2 separate regions of the Capra hircus genome follow, and region 1 is linked to region 2. Evidence: chromatin contacts called from public Hi-C data. All regions are on one chromosome and are shown on one strand. Each heading gives the region's core, a stretch centred on a gene start, on an enhancer-like site or on the middle of the called end of the contact. The rest is flanking DNA. Distances are from core to core; before and after follow the strand shown. Region 1 overlaps WISP1 (WNT1-inducible-signaling pathway protein 1). Region 2 holds the start of TG (thyroglobulin).

What was found. A called contact is a pair of places that touch in the nucleus more often than the background predicts.
Region 1: a contact with region 2 is called in a Hi-C map of blood, with 2.7 times the contacts expected there. The contact joins the enhancer-like site here to the promoter of TG in region 2. A contact is called at or near these places in 4 of 5 Hi-C or Micro-C datasets (blood and liver).

What each region holds. Positions count from the first base shown.
Region 1 is chr14:73,814,971-73,818,035 of ARS1.2, forward strand. The region is part of intron 1 of WISP1 (WNT1-inducible-signaling pathway protein 1); the gene reads left to right. Among named protein-coding and RNA genes, the nearest start is that of WISP1, 13 kb to the left of the region's middle. Within about 2 kb of position 1,606, at least 2 of the 5 cell types and tissues checked have an H3K27ac peak or open chromatin away from gene starts, as enhancers often do.
Region 2 is chr14:73,522,234-73,525,364 of ARS1.2, forward strand. TG (thyroglobulin) reads left to right here and starts at 1,286. Exons shown (of 48, transcript XM_018058585.1): 1 at 1,286-1,388; 2 at 2,293-2,401; 3 at 2,847-2,944. The coding sequence starts at 1,322.

The sequences.
Region 1 (3,065 bases), core at 356-2,855, 290 kb after region 2:
AACACTTCTAATGTCTGATTATACGTAACCCTGATAGAAACGCCCGTCACTTGCTAGGGTTTTAGCTTACTTATAGCTCTGCCACTGTATGACAGATGTTAGTGACTACTTCCTTCTTTGTTTCAGTTTATTGGCTGCGCGGGGTCTTGGTTGCTGCGTGCTGGCTTTCTCTGTGGGGTGAGCGGGGACTGCTCTCTGCAGCCGTCCATGGGCTGTGCTGGCTTCTCTTGTTGCAGGGCACAGGCCCCAGGGCACGTGGGCTTCAGTAGTTGTTGACGCACAGGGTTTAATTGTCCCGCAGCATGTGGGATCTTTCTGGACCAGGAATTGAACCGGTGTCCCGTGTATTGGCAAGCAGATTCTCAACCACTGGACTACCAGGGAAGTGAGCATTCCCTAAAAAGACCAGATAGTAAATATTCTAAGCTTTGTGGACTATAGGCTCTCCATGGAATATTCTTTTTTGTTTTTTACAACTTTTTAAAAGTGTAGAATCCATTCTGCTACTGCTACTAAGTCACTTCAGTCGTGTCCGACTCTGTGTGACCCCATAGACGGCAGCCCACCGGCTCCCCCGTCCCTGGGATTCTCCAGGCAAGAACACTGGAGTGGGTTGCCATTTCCTCCTCCAATGCATGAAAGTGAAAAGTGAAAGTGAAGTCGCTCAGTCGTGTCCGACCCTCAGCGACCCCATGGACTGCAGCCTTCTAGGCTCCTCTGTCCATGGGATTTTCCAGTCAGGAGTACTGGAGTAATGCCATTGCCTTCTCCAGAATCCATTCTACTTGGTTACAAAAATGCTGTGTGGGGGGATGTCCCAGGGGGCTGGTGTCTGGTCCTTTGCTTTGTAAGGCAGTTGCCTTCTTCATGCTCCTGGCTCCCTGGAAGGCTGGCCGCTCCCTCTGGCTTTGTACTGAGAACTCCGCAGATGCTTTACATACATTTGATAAATGAAAGAATGCCGGAGAGTTTATCGTTTGGAAAGAACTCTGGCTTCTTGCCGCTTCTATCTTCTCCATATAAAGGCTACTTTCCCAACCAGAAGCTCACAAGACTGCCTGTTGATAAAAACCAATTAGCAGAAAATCTCAACAAACCTTCCATCAGCCATGACAGGCAGCCTGGCCAGCGCTGAGTCAGTGCCTGGGTCTCCAGGTCCCTGGAGATCCTGCCGTTGGTGTGGCAGTGAGCGTGGAAGACTCAGCAGGGCTGGGTCCTCTGAACACTCAGGCCAGGTGTCCTGCAGGGGCTGAGCTAAGAGCTGCCCAAGACAGAGGCTCCACTGCAGGGCATCCCTACCTGGGCCCCGGGTATAGATGCCGGGGGGTACATGCTGAGGAGGAGGAGCTCAGAAAATGTGCCCACCAACCCACGTGGTAGCTGCCTGTTACTTACATCAAAGGATATAAGATATAAGGGAAGGGCAGGCCACAGGGTGCCCCCAGCTCTGGGCTCTGGCCTGGGTCCACATCCTCCCACTGCCCCCAGCCCTCTCTTATCAGTGAAGGAATGAGCAGAAACTGCTTCCAAATAGGGAACCCTTTCCTTAAAGCCCGCAGGGCTCAGCTGGGGCCGGCTCAGGCCATTCCTGTCTCAACCCTGCCCCCTGGTGGAGCATTGGGGTATGGCCGCCCACACGTGAGCAAGCTAAACTCTGGACTATTCTGTTCACGGAGCGCTTGCCCGGGGCGTGCCAGGAGCAGCGCTGGGCACTCGGGCGTTGAGAAACAGCATCCTGTCCCTGAAAACTCCCCAAGAGTCTCCCATATCCTCTTTAGGGGACCCCCTGGCAACTTGGGCTCAAGTGCATTGCAGCTGTCACCACCCTACGTTGCAATCTTATAAATGTGTCTGCACTGTGACTGCCTTGGGGTAAGGACCACGCTGTGTCCATCTGAGTACCAGCCCAGCCATGCAGGAGGTGCTTGGTGCATGTGTGTGATGGGAGGATGGAGGAATGAATGTGTGAATACTAATGTGAATGAATGAGGGGGTAGGGCAGCCTGGTGACAAGTCCCCTGAAGGGACATTCTGGGGACACTTTCCCAGCTTCAAAACCCTGAGCAAGTTACTTCAACACCCTGAGCCTCAGTTTCCTCACCTGTGAAATCGGGGTAAGGCTATAACTGCTCATTAGGGCTGCTGGAGGATGTTGTTATCATTACTGCTTTTACACACGAGCACACAGACGCTCAGAGAGGGCGAGTCCAGACCCAGGTCACACAGCCTTGGGAAATGGGTTCTGCTCACTGCAGACGCCCCGCCCTTACCTCCTGGTCCCAGGGCCCCACTCACCGATGAATTGCACACACCTTCCAAGGATGGTGGGGTTCAGCTCCCTCATCTAGCAGGATGATTAAGGTCTCCTGGGTGGCACCCCACCACCGCCAGCCTCCTACTCTCTGCTACCATACCCACCACCACCCATTTGTGTAAACATGAAGTGAAACTGTTGGTAAAAGTCAAAGGATGGATTTACATGTTCCTGGATCTATTTTCAGGGAGTTGGAGAACATCAGAAAATTCAGTCACTGCCCACTTCTAAACATCACCCCCAAATTATACACGCAGGGTTTCCTGTGGGGTCTTCGATTGAACATTCTTCTAGTTTTTCCCTTCTTAAATTTAATCTGCTTAAGTTTGTCCAGTAACTATGACTGAATTGATTGCTTTGAACCTGCCCACCGAGTGCCCGCCTTATCCAGAGGGTGCAGTGTCGGGCACGGTCTCGGTCCATGTGGGTTGCTGTAGGAAAGCACCACACACACTGGGCGGCTTACAGACTCGTTGCCCACAGCTCTGGAGGCTCGAAATCCACGGTCAAGGCCGGCATGGCCACATCCCAGTGAGGCCCCTTTTCATAGCTGGCATCTTCTTGCTGTGTCCTCAGATGGTGGAAGGGATGAGGCACTCTGGGGTCCCTTTCATAAGGGCACTGACCCATGAGGGGTCCACCCACATGACCCAATCACCGCCAGAGGCTCCACCTTGTGGCTCAAATGGTAAAGAATGTGCCTGCCAATGCAGAAGGTGCAGGTTCAGTCCCTGGGTCAGGAAGATCCTCT
Region 2 (3,131 bases), core at 36-2,535:
GTAATATTACAGCGTCTCTGTAGCCTGGGCGGAAATTGGCCTGTGTGATTTGGGCTTTGGGCTCCCCACATGGTGACTGTGGCATAGAACCCTCCTGCCAGTGCAGGAGACATAAGCGATGCAGGTTCTATCCCTGGATCAGGAAGATCCCCTGGAGAAGGAAATGGAAACCTGCTCCAGGATTCTTGCCTGGAGAATCCCAAGGACAGAAGAGCCTGGCGGGCTGCAGTCCATGGGGTTGCAAAGAGTCAGACACGACTGAAGTGACTTAGCATCCAATGGGGGCTGCGGAGGGCCAAGCTGGGGGATTCTAATTCTCCAGTAAATGCCAGCACGTCTTCTCAAATCATCTTTACCTAAAACCTAAGGCTCACTGTGATCTCCCTCACTCCCAAGTGCTCTCCCATACCTGCCCACCTACCTTCTGAAAACCCATGGAGCCTGTCTCCATCCCCCACCTTTTGATGGGAGAAGCAACTGGAGAAAGCTCACTGATGTACAGGCTTTGTGTGGAAGACAGGCTTCCTGCTGCCTTTTGGTTATCTGAAGGCCTGGGACAGGGGAAAGGGGGATGACTAGGAATATGAGTGTGTGTGTGTTTGGCTTACTCATCAAAATCCCTACATCTGTGTTAATGGCTCTCTCTGTTTTGTTCCCTGCCATATCCTCATGGCCTAGAATAGTGTCTGCTTCTCTATCAGACGCTAAAGAAACATGGCTAGAAAGAGGGAAGGAAGGAGCAGGGATGAGGAGGAAGGGAGCATTGTGTTTCTTTCATGGTGGGCCTGAATGTGTGGCCCACCAAGTTGCAAACTTTGGCCTTTACCCCTGAAGATGAATTATGAAGCCATGCCCCCAGTTCTTCCCTGGTGGCTCAGATGGTCAAGAATCTACCTGCAATGCAGGAGACCTGGGTTCAGTCCCTGGGTTGGGAAGATCCCCTGGAGAAGGGAACGGCTACCCACTCCAGTATTCTGGCCTGGAGAATCCCATAGACAGAGGAGCCTGGCAGGATGCAGTCCATGGGTTCACAGAGAGTCAGATGTGACTGAGCGACTTTCACATACACTCGTCCCCAGTTTTGCTCCCCTACAGCGTCCACAAGACTCTCCCCCCACACTGGCCACATGAGTGTTCTCCAGGGGAACAGACGCAGGTGGAGGACCTCCTTGTGACCAGCAGAGAAAACAGGGCAGGCACTGCTTCTCTGAGTGCCTGTGGGTGGGGGCTAAGTGCCCGCAGCAGTGCTATAAAGGCTCCTTGGCCAGAGCCCTAAGGTGGGCAGCAGCTTCGAACCCTTCTCCCTGGAAGGGCTCCCGAGATGGCCCTGGCCCTGTGGGTCTTTGGTCTGCTGGACTTAGCCTTCTTGGTGTCAGCCAACATCTTTGGTGAGTTCTGACCCTGCGGTCTCAGAGCGTCGGGTTGGGAGGGACCTCTCAGGCCAACTCCTTGTTAGCCAGGAACTGCCCCAGGGCCTTGGAACATCTGTGACCTCATTTCATCCTCACAGTGTCCTGAGGTCAGTTATGCACTCTCCTTTTCAGAGGAAGAGACAGAGGGTCTGGGAAGTCACAGAGTCAGTGATCAGTGGAGAGGAGATGGGAAACTAGATCTTCCTAATTGGATTCTAGTTCCCCTCACCCCACCCTGTTAGCAAATGCTGCTATTGGCTATGTTCTCTGTTTGTCTGTTTGTTTTAAAATTATCTTTACAGTCTCAAGTCCTAGGTTGTCCATATGGGGTATTAGCAGGTAATGAAAAACACAAATCTACCCGTGGTGTGAAACAGACCTGAGTCCTATTATAGCTGCGGCTCAGCCGTTTCCTCTCTGGAAAGGAAGCAGTTGTGACTGTGATTTCTGAATAAGCCCCTGCACGTTACATGCATTCTCCACTGAGGCCAGGAATGTGCTCTGTCTGCAAGGAGTGCCTGGATAAACTCAAGAATCCCTCCTTTACGGTGTTCCCTGACCCAACCATGGTCTTGGGGAACGCACAGCCCAAGGGTCCACTGTGAATCCTTCTCTTGCCAGTGGTGTGATCCTGAACAGGCTAGTTTTCCGAACGAGTCTCATGGCCACCTGGGTAAGACGGTGACATCACCTTCCTGGGGATCAGGGGAGTTAATGTCAAACTTGTGAGTAGCTGCAAAACTGCGAGTTGAAATATGCTTGCTGATGGTGCTAGAAATAAAACCCGGAAGAGCGTCTGTGTCTCCAGCGAGCCTGTCTCCGTTACTGGAATGCAGGCAGCGGATTGTCTCTCATGAGCGGCATCACTTCCTTTGTGCAGAGTACCAGGTGGACGCCCAGCCGCTCCGCCCATGTGAGCTGCAGAGGGAGAGGGCTTTTGCAAGGCAAGAAGACTACGTCCCCCAGTGCGCCGAGGACGGCAGCTTCCAGTAAGGCCTCCTCCAGCCATGCGGACCCAGGGGCCTTAAAACCCAGCTTCTCCCTGTCCCCGCCCCCCTGCCCTTTATGCTCCTCCTCGAAGCTGACCTGTGGCCGCTGTCGCTGGAGCTTTCCCCAGACCCATCAACACTGAGTCATCTGACCTCTGTTGCCCCAATCCATGCTTCCTTCCAGCCAGAACCAAAGACGTCCCTTCCTTTCCTGCCAAAACTTTTTACTGTACTTGTTTTAACAAGGGTGCATGGGGTGGTGGTGGCGGCGGTGATTTACTCGCCAATGATCCAACGATTTACATTCCGATGCCCCCTCTCCTCCCTGACTTCAACTGGAGCCACCAGTCCCGCTCCACACCAGTCTTTTTCCTAACTGAAATGAATTAAAGCGTGGAGGGAAGGAAAAGGAAGAAGGGTACCTGATTGTGGCTCCTGTCTTCAGGACCGTCCAGTGCGGGAAGGATGGGGCCTCCTGCTGGTGTGTGGACGCTGATGGCAGGGAAGTGCCTGGTAGCCGGCAGCCCGGGCGGCCTGCGGCCTGTAAGTAGGAAGGGGAGGAACTGCAGGGGGCAGCTCACACCCTGGATACAGCCCTGGGCTCAGGTGCATCCAGGGCTAGTCTCCCTCTGGGCTGCGGGATCATCCTCTTTGAATTAGGCCCTACCTCCTACGGGACTGCTGTGAAAGTCAATGGGACAATCAAGTCATGTGTTCAGCAAGTAGCCTC